2 separate regions of the Drosophila melanogaster genome follow, and region 2 is linked to region 1. The links are chromatin contacts, called in public Hi-C maps. All regions are on one chromosome and are shown on one strand. The core of a region is the stretch at or near the end of the contact, and the rest is flanking DNA. Distances in the headings are between cores, read along the strand shown.

The links. Hi-C and Micro-C count contacts between places; a contact is called where the count stands out from the background.
Region 2: a contact with region 1 is called in a Hi-C map of the Kc167 cell line, with 1.9 times the contacts expected there. The contact joins the promoter of yuri here to the promoter of Su(H) in region 1. A contact is called at or near these places in 12 of 107 Hi-C or Micro-C datasets (the D17-c3 cell line, the Kc167 cell line, the OSC cell line and 4 more) and 4 of 6 datasets of contacts at active chromatin or transcription factors (the Kc167 cell line and the S2 cell line).

The regions. Positions count from the first base shown.
Region 1 is chr2L:15,036,167-15,042,241 of dm6, reverse strand. Su(H) (Suppressor of Hairless) reads right to left here and starts at 2,754. Exons shown (of 4, transcript NM_057520.4): 1 at 1,922-2,754; 2 at 267-1,147; 3 at 1-208. The coding sequence starts at 2,305. CIAPIN1 (Cytokine induced apoptosis inhibitor 1) reads left to right here and starts at 3,381. Exons shown (of 4, transcript NM_080199.3): 1 at 3,381-3,602; 2 at 3,692-4,188; 3 at 4,257-5,667; 4 at 5,722-5,949. The coding sequence starts at 3,467. The coding sequence ends at 4,370. It overlaps yellow-c (yellow-c,), which reads right to left. Exons shown (of 3, transcript NM_001299018.1): 2 at 5,251-5,656; 3 at 4,401-5,191. The coding sequence ends at 4,514.
Region 2 is chr2L:15,260,717-15,266,600 of dm6, reverse strand. yuri (yuri gagarin) reads left to right here and starts at 2,374. Exons shown (of 12, transcript NM_165106.5): 1 at 2,374-2,831; 2 at 2,937-3,269; 3 at 3,473-3,631; 4 at 3,975-4,226; 5 at 4,297-4,531; 6 at 4,589-4,689; 7 at 4,761-4,883. The coding sequence starts at 2,475. It overlaps Cul3 (Cullin 3), which reads left to right. Exons shown (of 11, transcript NM_165111.3): 10 at 1-5; 11 at 75-1,356. The coding sequence ends at 227.

The sequences.
Region 1 (6,075 bases), core at 1,505-4,004:
CCAAAGCCATTCGCCTCGAAATTGTGAAATCTCCGGCACCACGCATAGCAATGTCTCTGTGCAGCGGTACATGGTTTCCGCCTCCACATCGCCAAACCACACCTGCAGATGCGGCGTAAAGTTGTCGCCACTCAGCTCTAGCATGGCCACATCCCCGCCGCCATTGAGATTAAGGGAATTAACGATTGGCACTGGAGTGACTGGAGAACTGGAAGAAAACACGAAATGAAAACTAATCCATTGAGTTGTAAGTAAGCTATACTTACGCCACAGGACCCATGCCCTCGTAGAACTGGTACTCAGCCTTGTCGGTGGATATGATGGTCCAGCAGGCGCCGTCATTGATCATCTCCTTGTTCGGCTCCTTGGGGCACGGCGTGGCCTGGAACTGTATGATTTTCTCCTGCGACAAACAGAGATACATCCGATCCGTATCCTTCATGTAGAAGGCGCATTTGTGCAGCTGAGAAACGGGATCGTCGGCTTCCAGCAGGGCCATCTGCTTGTCTACCTTCCGGATGATCAGACGTGGCAGGGCCATGCCCGTTACGGAGCACACCAGTTTGACTGTGGCTCCGTAATGAATGTAACCATCGCGCACCTGAAACTCCTCCGACTCGGACTCATTGTCATCCAGCAGGTGTATCGTAAAAGCTCCCCATTGTGTTGACGACGCATGAAAGTGTCCGTTCTCCACGTGAAGGTAACGGGTGGAGACAGTCTGGGAACGCAGGCGATTGAACAGGGCTACATTGGTGCCGCTGGCTATGCACAGATCGGCATTCTTTAGCGACTGTTTCTTTTTGGACGGCTTGGATATAACCTTGATCCGTTTCGAGTTAAAAACGCCAATGTCATGACCGTTTCCGTAAAACATCTTCACCGACAGCATAAAGTGTTTTCGCTTGTCCGAGTCCGAGATGAAGAGCGTCTTGGCCGCACAGTACTGCTTGCCATTGAGATCCAGCTGCTGCATATCCTGGTCACTGCTCCCGATACCGATGAACGCGCATAGTTGTGCTCCCTGTTCGCCCTCGCCCTGCTGCAACATCTCCTCGTACCGCCGGCGCCAGCCACTTCCGAACAGATAAATGCACGGCGGTGGGCAAAAGAATCGCTTCTCATTGCCATAGGACTTTTGGGCCACCTGGAATTCACACAGACAGACAGACAGAGGCGCACGATGGTGCAGGGAAAATTCAATTAGTACAAATTGCCGTCCAGATTATCGGAAAATCATATCAAAACCGCAAGCAATGCAGCTTTGTTAATTTTCTGTAATTAATTTCAATTATTTTCATTGCGGACTGGACCGCGCTCGCGTTGCTCAATTTGCGGGCAGTCGAGTGTGAAGGATTCCCATTTGGCGGCAGTCGTCGCTTGAAGATCGCCACCGCTAAAAGCAACCGCGACAATTTTATTCCATTTTCATGTCTGCGTTCGCCAAAAACCGCAAAAATGTAACACTTTAAAGTGGACAATGGAAACACTAGCACCTTTAAATAGTGGGTGTGGTTTTGGCGTTGCGGACTGACCGATTAGATTAAAACTAAATTATAAAAAAAAAATAAATATCTTGTAAAGCATACAAGTAATTTTCAAAGAAAGGATACATCGTTAAACTTGAAATAGAAAGAAAATCTGAATTTAATCTATTTAATCTAAAAAATCGAATAATTTAGGAAATCGACGTACAAAACTGACCAAGTTTCTAATTTAAATGAAAGTTAGGATATCCTACGTTTCTCCAGTTTGGGTTAATATATTTTTAGTAATATTGAAATAATGTATTTCAAGCTTCAAATAATTTAATTAAGACTTAAGACTCAGGAGTTCCCTTGTATGTTTTAGAATATCTTGAATACTAAATCCAGACCAAGCACCTGATAATACCGGCTTAAAAGTGGAAATCCTTTCGTACCTTGGCGTGCAGGATAACGATGACCATGTCGTTGCGCTCGCGCATGTACTTCTCCATGGCGTCCCGCGTGAGCTTCTTCTCCTCGATGTGTGGCCGGTAAGGACCCGGCAGCAAGGACATCTGCATTTGTTGTTGATGCTGCTGTTGTTGTTGTTGTTGTTGCTGCTGCTGCTGCTGTTGGTGGTGCACTTGCAATTGTTGTTGCTGCTGCTGCGACGACGGCGGCTGCGGACCGGGCAGTCCAAAGTGCGGCATATCCTGGCTCTGTTGTTGCTGCTGCTGGTGAGGATCGAGGGGTGAGCCGTTGGGATTTACAACCGTAGTTTCGTAGGCAATGGCGGGCGGGGCGGCGGCGTTTAAATTAAATTGGCTGTAGCTCTTCATTTATGCACATGTCTCCTTGCATTGAACTTATTGGAATTTTGTTTGGATCTTTTCTATTATTTCGTTTTTGGCTATTTGGCAAATTCGTTTGGCACTTTATACACTGTTCGCTGGTGCTGTTTTTGTTGTTGTTGTTGCTGCTGTATGTTTTCTATTTTGTTATCCTGCTGCACAAACACACACGCAGAGCAGCTGTCGTTTCTCTCACGCACTCTCTTCCTCTTAACCGCGGATTGGCTTTGTTGTTGTAGCTCAAGCTGGATTTGCGGCTAGCTGCGATTCACGACTAATCACACATATTTCAGCGTTTCGAGCAGATCTTGACTAGCGACTAGCGGTAGTGGCGGCTGGCTTCTGTTTAAGGCTGCAACTAGCGCTCGAGTTATATTTATAATATGCTACAACTAAAAAAGCGACTGAGGATGTTGATGTTGTATCGATAGTCCGATAGGCGCTTATTTATGATAGTCGCTGCCTACCGGCGATATGTTTGTCGCTTCACAGCACTGTTGGTTGGATTTGGATGGCAGTGGGCATTTGGTTATTTTATAGCCAATTTGGAGTAGCTAATATATTTTGTTTTAACTTTGCAGTTTCTGAATACATTTGTATATTTATTCCCATCACATCACTGTTAAAGATATTATTTCTTATATCTATAAATACTTTTAACTGATGCGAAAGGTATCGATTTTCATTGAACACTTCGATTTTGAGCGCCCACATTTAAAATTCAAGGTACAAACTACCAACCTTCTTGTCTAACTGTCCATGCATTTTTAAAACGGGCCGTGGGAAAGTACACATGGGTGAATTTAAAAGATAATTCGCGACTTTAGGCTTAAATGTAACCGTTTAAATAGGTTTAGTGGCAGAAACACACAATATGCAACTAAAAGCTGTTAATTATGTATCAGAATGTAAGCTGTAACTCATTAAAAAACGAATCTGGTGGAGTACACTTAGTTATTCATATATTTTAGCAGTCACAGTGTAAAGTGGAAAAATCTACAATCACTGAATATCATTTGCAATCCGATAGGCAGGTACAATCGATATCACCGCTCGATTTTCGGTGCATTGCCATATCTAACTTGTGAAATCAAAAATCGGTTCCGTTCGGTGCTTGAACTTTTGAGATATTCTAGAAACACATCCACAATGGAGAACTTTAAGGGTCTACAAAAATCCCTATACATATGGACGGACAGCGCCGACTTGGACAAGCGCGTGGAGCAACTAAAGGCGGCCACTGGCGGCGATGTGGCTTTGGAAAATGTGCACCGCCTTTCGTTTTGTAAGTTGCGTGCGGTGCGGTGTGTGTGTGCTGTTTTTGACTAGCCAGTGAGTCAGCAGATTAAAATCAGTGATGTTTATGCATTACAGCTTCCTATGCCAACTCCAGTTTCGACCTGATTGTGATCGAGTGCGCCCAGCTGACCGACAGTTACGTAAAACTGCTGCACATGCTGAAACCGAGTGGCAAACTGCATTTGGTGTCCTACATCGGTCCGGCGGCTAGTTTGCTGCAGGAGATCAAGCTATCCGGATTCATAAACTGTCGCGAGGACTCTCCAGATGCTTTGACCGCCGAGAAGCCTGGCTACGAGACAGGATCCTCAGCCAGGTTGTCATTCGCAAAGAAGAACGCCAGTGCAGTCAATGTGTGGAAGATAAGCGGTGACGATGAGGAACTGATCGATGAGGAGGAGCTGCTGGACGAGGAAGACAAACAGAAGCCGGATCCGGCTGGTCTGCGTGTCTGTAGCACCACGGGCAAGCGCAAGGCGTGCAAAAACTGCTCCTGCGGGCTGGCCGAGGAATTGGAGACTGAAAAACAGAGCCAGAAGGCCACCGAGAATGCCAAGTCAAGCTGTGGAAATGTGAGTTCTCTTAACCCCGATGTGAGTTAGCATTAACCTCGATTATAACTGATTTCTTATATGCACAGTGTTATCTCGGCGACGCCTTCCGCTGCTCCACTTGCCCCTATTTGGGCATGCCCGCCTTTAAGCCCGGTGAGAAGGTGCAACTGGCCGACAACCTCCTGAAATCCGACATTTAACTTAGGCTCACCATGGTATACCCAATCAATCACATTTCAAATAGTTTATTAAGCTGACTTACTAACAAACAATAATGTCATAATGTAAATACAAAAATGCACCGCGTCATAAACACAGCATGTAGATTTAAATATCCAAGTGATCACATTTCGCATGGTGTACCCTTGATGAGATCGCGGTTCTGGCCCATCAAAATACGATAGTTGACGGCCGAGGGATCGAGTTCCTTGTACAAATATGTCGGCATCTTGTCGGACAGCACCCAAATAGTGCCTTCATTGTCGATTTTCATGTCATTTGGAAAGACCAGAGTGTGCGAATCGGAATCGATTAGCCCCTGGGTGTCCGGAGTGTATGGACGCTTGATGTTCCAACAAGCAATGGCGTCTTTGTTCACCTGCGTATAGAAGATGACGCCGGTCTCGGGGTCAAAGACCTCGGCGGTGGACTGGCCATTCATGCCACGGTCACCAACGTATTTAAAATCGTAATACGAATCGCCAGCGGTCACGTGTGATTCGTTTTGCAGCACGCGGTTCGAAACCTTGAACTCCTTGGTACTGGCCAGGGCATGGAAATAAATGTCCTTGGAGTGATCTGGATTCATTGGGCCCACGGCCAGCCCAAAAACGCCATCCGTCCACTGGAAGTTCACGCCGCCCACATTGAAATCACCATGCAGAGGATCGAAGTGGAAGAAGTTGTGCTTGACGCGGTAGGATTTGTCGTTCCTCAGGGAGTACACAATCACACCGTAGGCACCCAAATCCGGAATGTAAGCAAAGGCATCTTGGCACTCCGAGCGGTCCGCATCCACAACCTAAATATTGATTAATTCGATCAGTTTGGAATTTAAATAATACGCCTATGCATACTCACAATATTCGCAAAGAACGAGTCCTCTTTGGTCTGATCAGCGGGAATGGTGAAACGGCGCAGTAAAGTATCTGTTTTCAAGTCGAAAACCAGGATTGAATTGGGCGTAATCTGCTTGGGACTGCCCAGGATGTCGGCCAAGCCAGTATCGAGCACCCACAGGCGATCGCATACGTCGACTTGAATTCGGAAGGTGGAAATGACAGTGGAGTTGTCCTTCAGCTGGATGCCGGCATCTTGAGCCTTGTCCGCGTCCAGACGTCCACCGGATGGTGTCTTTTGGTCCTGTGGCTGCACATCGATGGGCAGCTTGTTGGCCTCCCAACTGGGATACGGATGCAGCTTTGGCGACTTCTCCGTCGAATTAATGTCGATGTAGTTGAGTGTGGCAGCAACACCAGCCTTCCATCTAAAGGGAAAGTAGATCATTTAATAATGAGGAGAAATAAATTAACTAAAAAATTTACATTTCAGACTTGTTTAGTTACTAATTACATTTAAACCTGACACTGGCAAGTAACAAATTAATAACATTAAAAAGTACCATTCACCTGCGCAATTATTATGACTGATTGGATATAGTCTAATATAAGCTATAGTTTTAATTTATATCTTAGCACTATCAGTTAAAACTTTGACGGCAACTATAGCTTAAATAATTATGCTGTATTATCAACAAAATATACTTTTTTTACGTATCTTATTTTTCGAAATGTTTTTAAATCGAATTTTGTTTTGATTACTCATATCTCCCGAAAAGCAGAATGGTTTTCGGGGCTTTTTGGCCAATAAGCGCATCGGTGGTAAATCCCAAAAAGGTGACGTCAC
Region 2 (5,884 bases), core at 1,125-3,624, 220 kb before region 1:
TGGCTGTAAGTATTATACGTTTGCTATCTGGTTGGATTGTGATTTAACCATGATTCCTGTTTTTATTTTCTTAGCACAACTTGCTAGTATCAGATGTGACGTCGCAGCTAAAGTCGCGTTTCTTGCCCTCGCCCGTGTTTATCAAAAAGCGCATTGAGGGCCTAATCGAGCGCGAGTATCTGCAACGATCGCCGGAAGATCGCAAAGTGTACAACTACTTGGCCTAAGCGGCCCACAAAAAGTAGCAGGAGCGTCTTAAGCAGGATCCGGAACACACTCATCTTCAAATCGCCAGGGCTTGCACACTAACTGAAAAACACAATCTGCAGCTCGGACGGAATGGCCTGAGCATACGAGCGGCATTGATATGGCGGATACTGACCACGATTATAGATGACCGCCAGCCAATAACCCGAATACATAAATATATCAATTAGTGCGCCCCGAATCGTAAAATTTCGTTTCGCAACCCATTTTGTAAGCCTGACATTCAAAATTCAACAGTTAAAAATGCTATTGGATAAGGCACCACCATAATTATTATCCCTCTAATATATTTCTTGATATTCTCTAATTACTGTTTATGGTCATTTCTTTGCGCATAACAAGTGTATAGCAGTAAGCCCAAACAACCACATACACACCTGCTCCACCACCACCCCATTCAGAGCCACAACCACACACACCACATCCACCCACAAGAATCGTACGCAAAGCAAGATAAGAGAAATAATGCATAATGCAGCCCCTAATTGTAAGCAGCTGAGTAAAAAGGTAAAGAAGCAACAACAGAAATATAAGCAAGAAAATATTAATAACTATAAATATAGCTAAAGTAATAAATTTATAAATGAATTATGAATTTTAGAGAGCGTTTGATGTACATTTATACGTCGTCTGTTTCAATCCAAATAAAAACATTCATCCCACGTTTTGAGATGCGTGTGAACAGAACGTAAGGATTGCAATGACTATTCATATTCCTCTATCTTCATTTTTTGTGTACGCCCAAAGCAACGTGAAGTGATTATGATAATCTGTACGAAAAAGTTGTTTTATCTATTAGTTGATATGTGGGAATCGATTCCAGGCATATGTAGGCAACACTTCTGTAATGGATTTGAGTTAAGTAGGACACACATAGAATTGATTTTGAAAAACAATTTAACGCCGAACCGAAAGCACGAAAACGGAAGCAAGCAAACGCGATCTAAACACTGTAAATAAATTTTGTTCTTACATAAAAGAGAAATCGATATAAATAAAACGTATAATGAGCGTTAACACAGTTGTTGTCTATCTTTTAAAAGGATTTTAAAATATTTTCAATGAAATGCTTTTATTCGCCTGTACAATAAAACGAACTTGGTAACAATTTAAATCTGCAAAAAATCTACTGTTTTCAATTGGTGCCCAACATATTGTGCTAATCGTGTAAAATTTGGGATGGGCAATAAGACTTAAGGATTGGCATAATCATTCTCTGAATCATTCGAAATTTTTTAGTTCTTAATCTTTAAAATTCATGGTTTTTGCAGCTTTTTTCCAGCTATTGTGTAACCGCGTTGAACGACCATATCGGAGTTATCAATGCGACCAAACAAACTTATCCATGGGCAAATATACACCGGATGAGTTAACAATTATACGAAATTGGCAGAACCCCGAAACCGCAACTTGGGCAAACAGCGATGACTTTCGCATATTGTGTAAGATACATACATACATATGTATATCGTGAGCCCGGCCAGAAATTCAGAATGCTAAGTTCTTGGGTAAACACACGCAGCGATCCAATTCGATTCCCCGACGCACTGATAAGCGCTGAGAGTCCGTCGAGTTTTTCAACTCTCTAGAGAGCCGCTCTTGGCCGGTGGTGGTGGGGAGCGAGTGTGTGGAGCGGAGCGCTCAGTTCGGTTTCGTTGGCGATCGCGAACGGAGCGCAGACGAAACGCGCGGTATTTGGATCGTGGCAAGAAATAAAAACAACAACATGCTGAAACCGTATACTTAATACGCGTGTGTGTAGCTCAAAAACAAGAAAAATATAAATAAACAAAACTACATTGCTACGTCAGAAGACTGCAAACAAAAGATATGAACGCAGCGCGCTGAGCTGCTCTTGACGTCGCCGCCAAGGTTCGAATCAGATATATTTTCTCTATTTTTTATTTTTTTTTCCGCCCATTTTTGTGTTGTTTTTAATAAGCTTACAACTTTACAAGTGTTTTTTGTTGTGATTTTTGTACTTTCGTGAGTGATTTGTGATTTGCGATTTGCGTGCAGTTGAAGGCGAGGAGAACTGCATTCGATCTTTCCGATCAGCAGTGCCTTGAGATTGCCGCTTTCGAAGTGAACGTTTCGATGTAGAAACCTTAAAGTCATACTCATGTCTAATTACACAAGCTATTCCCTGGCCGACTAAATCAGCTCTTAGTAAGAAGAACGTGGTAATTACATTTTGAATTGATATCATGGCCAGTCGCCAAGCCGGTTTCGTCCTAGACGCCAAGTCCATGGGTCTGAATCCGTCGAGACCTGCATCATCGCCACCGCCACCACCATCATCTGCCAGTCAAATGTGTCGGCAAGTGCAGCCAACCGGAACGAGTGCCTCGCATCCACATCAAGAATCGACGCTAAAAGCCTCATCTCCTGATCGGTGCACTGCCAGCACCGAGGCGATGTCCACCGAACATTACCGCTGTCTGATCCAGAAGCTGCGGGATACCAACGGCGATGCTGGCGATATGAGCTTTGAGCTGAACAGCATATTTCTGAAGCGGCTGGACGAGATTGACTGCCTAGATGAGCACGAGGGTGATGACATGGTGAGATTCGTTGTAAATCAAGGATGGTATCCATTGAAACTAATTCCTAGCAAAATCCCCCTTGAGATAAATTATTTTATATGACCCATTTTCATACCCTTTTAGCACACTTGCCAGTTGCGTCTGGTCACTTTTCAGGAGTGGGTGGATTTCCTGCTCCACGTGAACAGCGTGATCCTGGGCAACGTGTCGGACTTGGAGAAGGAGGCGTACAGCAAGATCGTTGCCTGCTGTCAGTCTGTCCAAGTGCGACAACAGCATACCCTCGAGGAGAATCGTAGGCTGCGTGAGGACATTTGTGCGATCATAGAACGCGTGCAGCATTCTCCTCACTGCACCGACTTTGATTTCAATGGCATTTCCCTAGAGACACTGACCGTTAATCAATTGCGGGGCGTGGGAAAGGATCCCGCCCACGCGGAATGCGAGAGCGAGAAGGTAGGCCATAGATCCTTGAAGGGAAAAGGCGGCGGTGATTCCAATGTCAAGTGGGACCCGAAGTCGTCCCACAAGCGCGAGAACTCTAAATGATTGTCTCGCTAACTAAATACGTATATTTTGTGCTGCTCTTAATAAAATTTGATATTTTGTTCATCGATATTTAATGCTTGGCTTTGATTGGCGTTTAACTTTGTTCGCAGATGTCCGAGAGCATGAAGTCCTTAGTCGGCGAGATAGCCGCCAAGCATGACGAGATCGGCGAACTGAAGTCACAGATCAATGCCTTGGACGAGGTTGTACACACGGCCAGGCAGAAGTTACTTTTGAAGGATCAGTGCATAGCACAGCTCAATCAACAGGTGAGATATCCTATTGTGGCATTACTCAACCAGAAATCTGCATATGTGCATTGTGTGCTTATGGAAGGAATTTATTCAATTCGTTGTTTTAAAAACAAAAAACAAAAACATCATCGTCGTCAGGTGACGTTACTCATTATTGAGCTCAGTTTAATTATAGATTCATTGGAATACTTTTCTTATCGCTTAATCGGCTGCTTAAGCGTACAATCGAAAACCTAATCGAGTATCTTTTTAGTGAAATACCGAATTTCTTGGTAAAATTTTCAGTGTATTCAATCAAAAAGCACATCGAAACTTTCTAACTAGCTTTTTTTTAACATTCCAAATACCGTGAAAACAGCTGCACGAGATCACCCGGTGCATTGAGTCCAGAGATCAGGCCAAAATGGAGGAATCGCCCAACGATACACTGACCGCGGACGCGATTACAAGCGATATGCTCGAGAATCTCTCGATCCACGACACCCAGGAGAGCGAAATGCTGCGGCTGCTAAACGCGGAGCTCAATGATCTTCTCGATCTGCACAACAAACAGGAGTTCCAGACCATTGAGATTCGGCGAAAACGTGTGTCCTGCTTTATCGAAAAACTGGTGAGGGATTCGACTTACATATTTCTGAGCTTTAGCATATCCTCATTAATTACACCCTTCTTAATCAAAGGTATCCGAGCGTGAGGACACTCTGAAAAAACTCGAGAGCATTCGTAGTCATCTGACAATCCTTCAGTCAGACCTCGATCAATCCTGCCTAATCTCCGTTGATCCCGAATCAGGGCCCTGTGATCTGGACGCGGATGCTCAGATGCTGGAAGCTCTACGTAGACGCCTGCTCAACCTTAGCCAACTTAATCGAGAACTGCACGGAAAGTACCAGCGCCTGGACACCGAGTCGAAAAGTGGGTATATCCGATTCTCGATACTTTTGCTATAACTATTTCCCTATTTGCAAAAAGTCAAAATTTCAGAGCTGGAGGCGAGGATTGAATCGGAAAGCAGCGTTCTTCAAAGAAATAGCGATGTTCTAAGGGAGATCGCCGAACTCATCTGCTCGTTGGTGAGTTAAGACTCTTCTCTATTCTGCAGGATTGCAGGAAATGCATATTAAAAATATGTGCATCATTTCAGGGTTCCAAGGAGTTCTCCTACAACGAAATCTACGACGAATCCTCGAAAGAAAATCCATTTTGTACGACCATTGCGGATATGTTTGCACGGAAATTCGAGCAGGAGCAAAATCAAGTGGAAATTGTGAGTATCTGACGGCTTTGATTGCATCGCAAATAACCAATAGCCGATTCCAATAACCCCGGTTGTCATATCAAATGCAGGAATGCGATACGAAAACACCTTCCCAAACAAGGAAGCCAACCAAAACCACCAAAATCCCGGGAGCCACGGCAAAAACAAACAAACAACAACCAACACCTAAACCTTCAAACAAGCCAACGACAACTAAAACTATACCAACGAAAAACACAACTACAACGTTTAGGACCTCCAAGTAACTATGTCACTTGTTGGGCCTCCTAAACAGTTAGTCTAATCTAAGCCACGTTAAGAAGTTTGTATAGTTTAGCTTAAAGTTTGTCGTTCTTAAGTTATTTATCATCGCGATTGTTCGCCACGAAAACTCAACTCCACTCAAATCTATATCTATCTATATATGGTTAAACAGAAACTAGAATCACAGATTGCTGAAATGAATAGTTTTAATGAAATGAACTAGTTTTAAATAAAGTTTCTTTCATATCCCAACCAAATTATGAGCTTGAAATACATTTCCGATTTACGTTTCAGCACATAGAACTTTCTTCTTATGTGGTAAACGACATTCGCCTTCACATATATACTCGGTACAGTATATACTCGGTAAATCCTGGCTGGATTGACAAAAGAACTACTGTTGCCATTCGAGTCCCCGATTTATTTACCCATATATATATATATATGAATATATATATATTGGGCCCAGACACAAAAGAAAGAGATCCACTTCACTCATCCCGCCGGGCAAATGTCTACATACGACAAATACAAATCGTTCGCCAATGTGTTTATTGTGGAAACTCGGCTGTATGTTCAACTGCAATTGCCCCTGAGGGGGGAGCACCTTCTGCCCTCCAGCCAGTGGAGCTGGCGAATCGGAAATAGGTTTCGTGTTATTTATTTACCCACAATCGACACGCGATTCCGGCGAGCAGTGATATGCATATTGATGAGTGCCGCCGGGATTGGGACTTCACTGACTA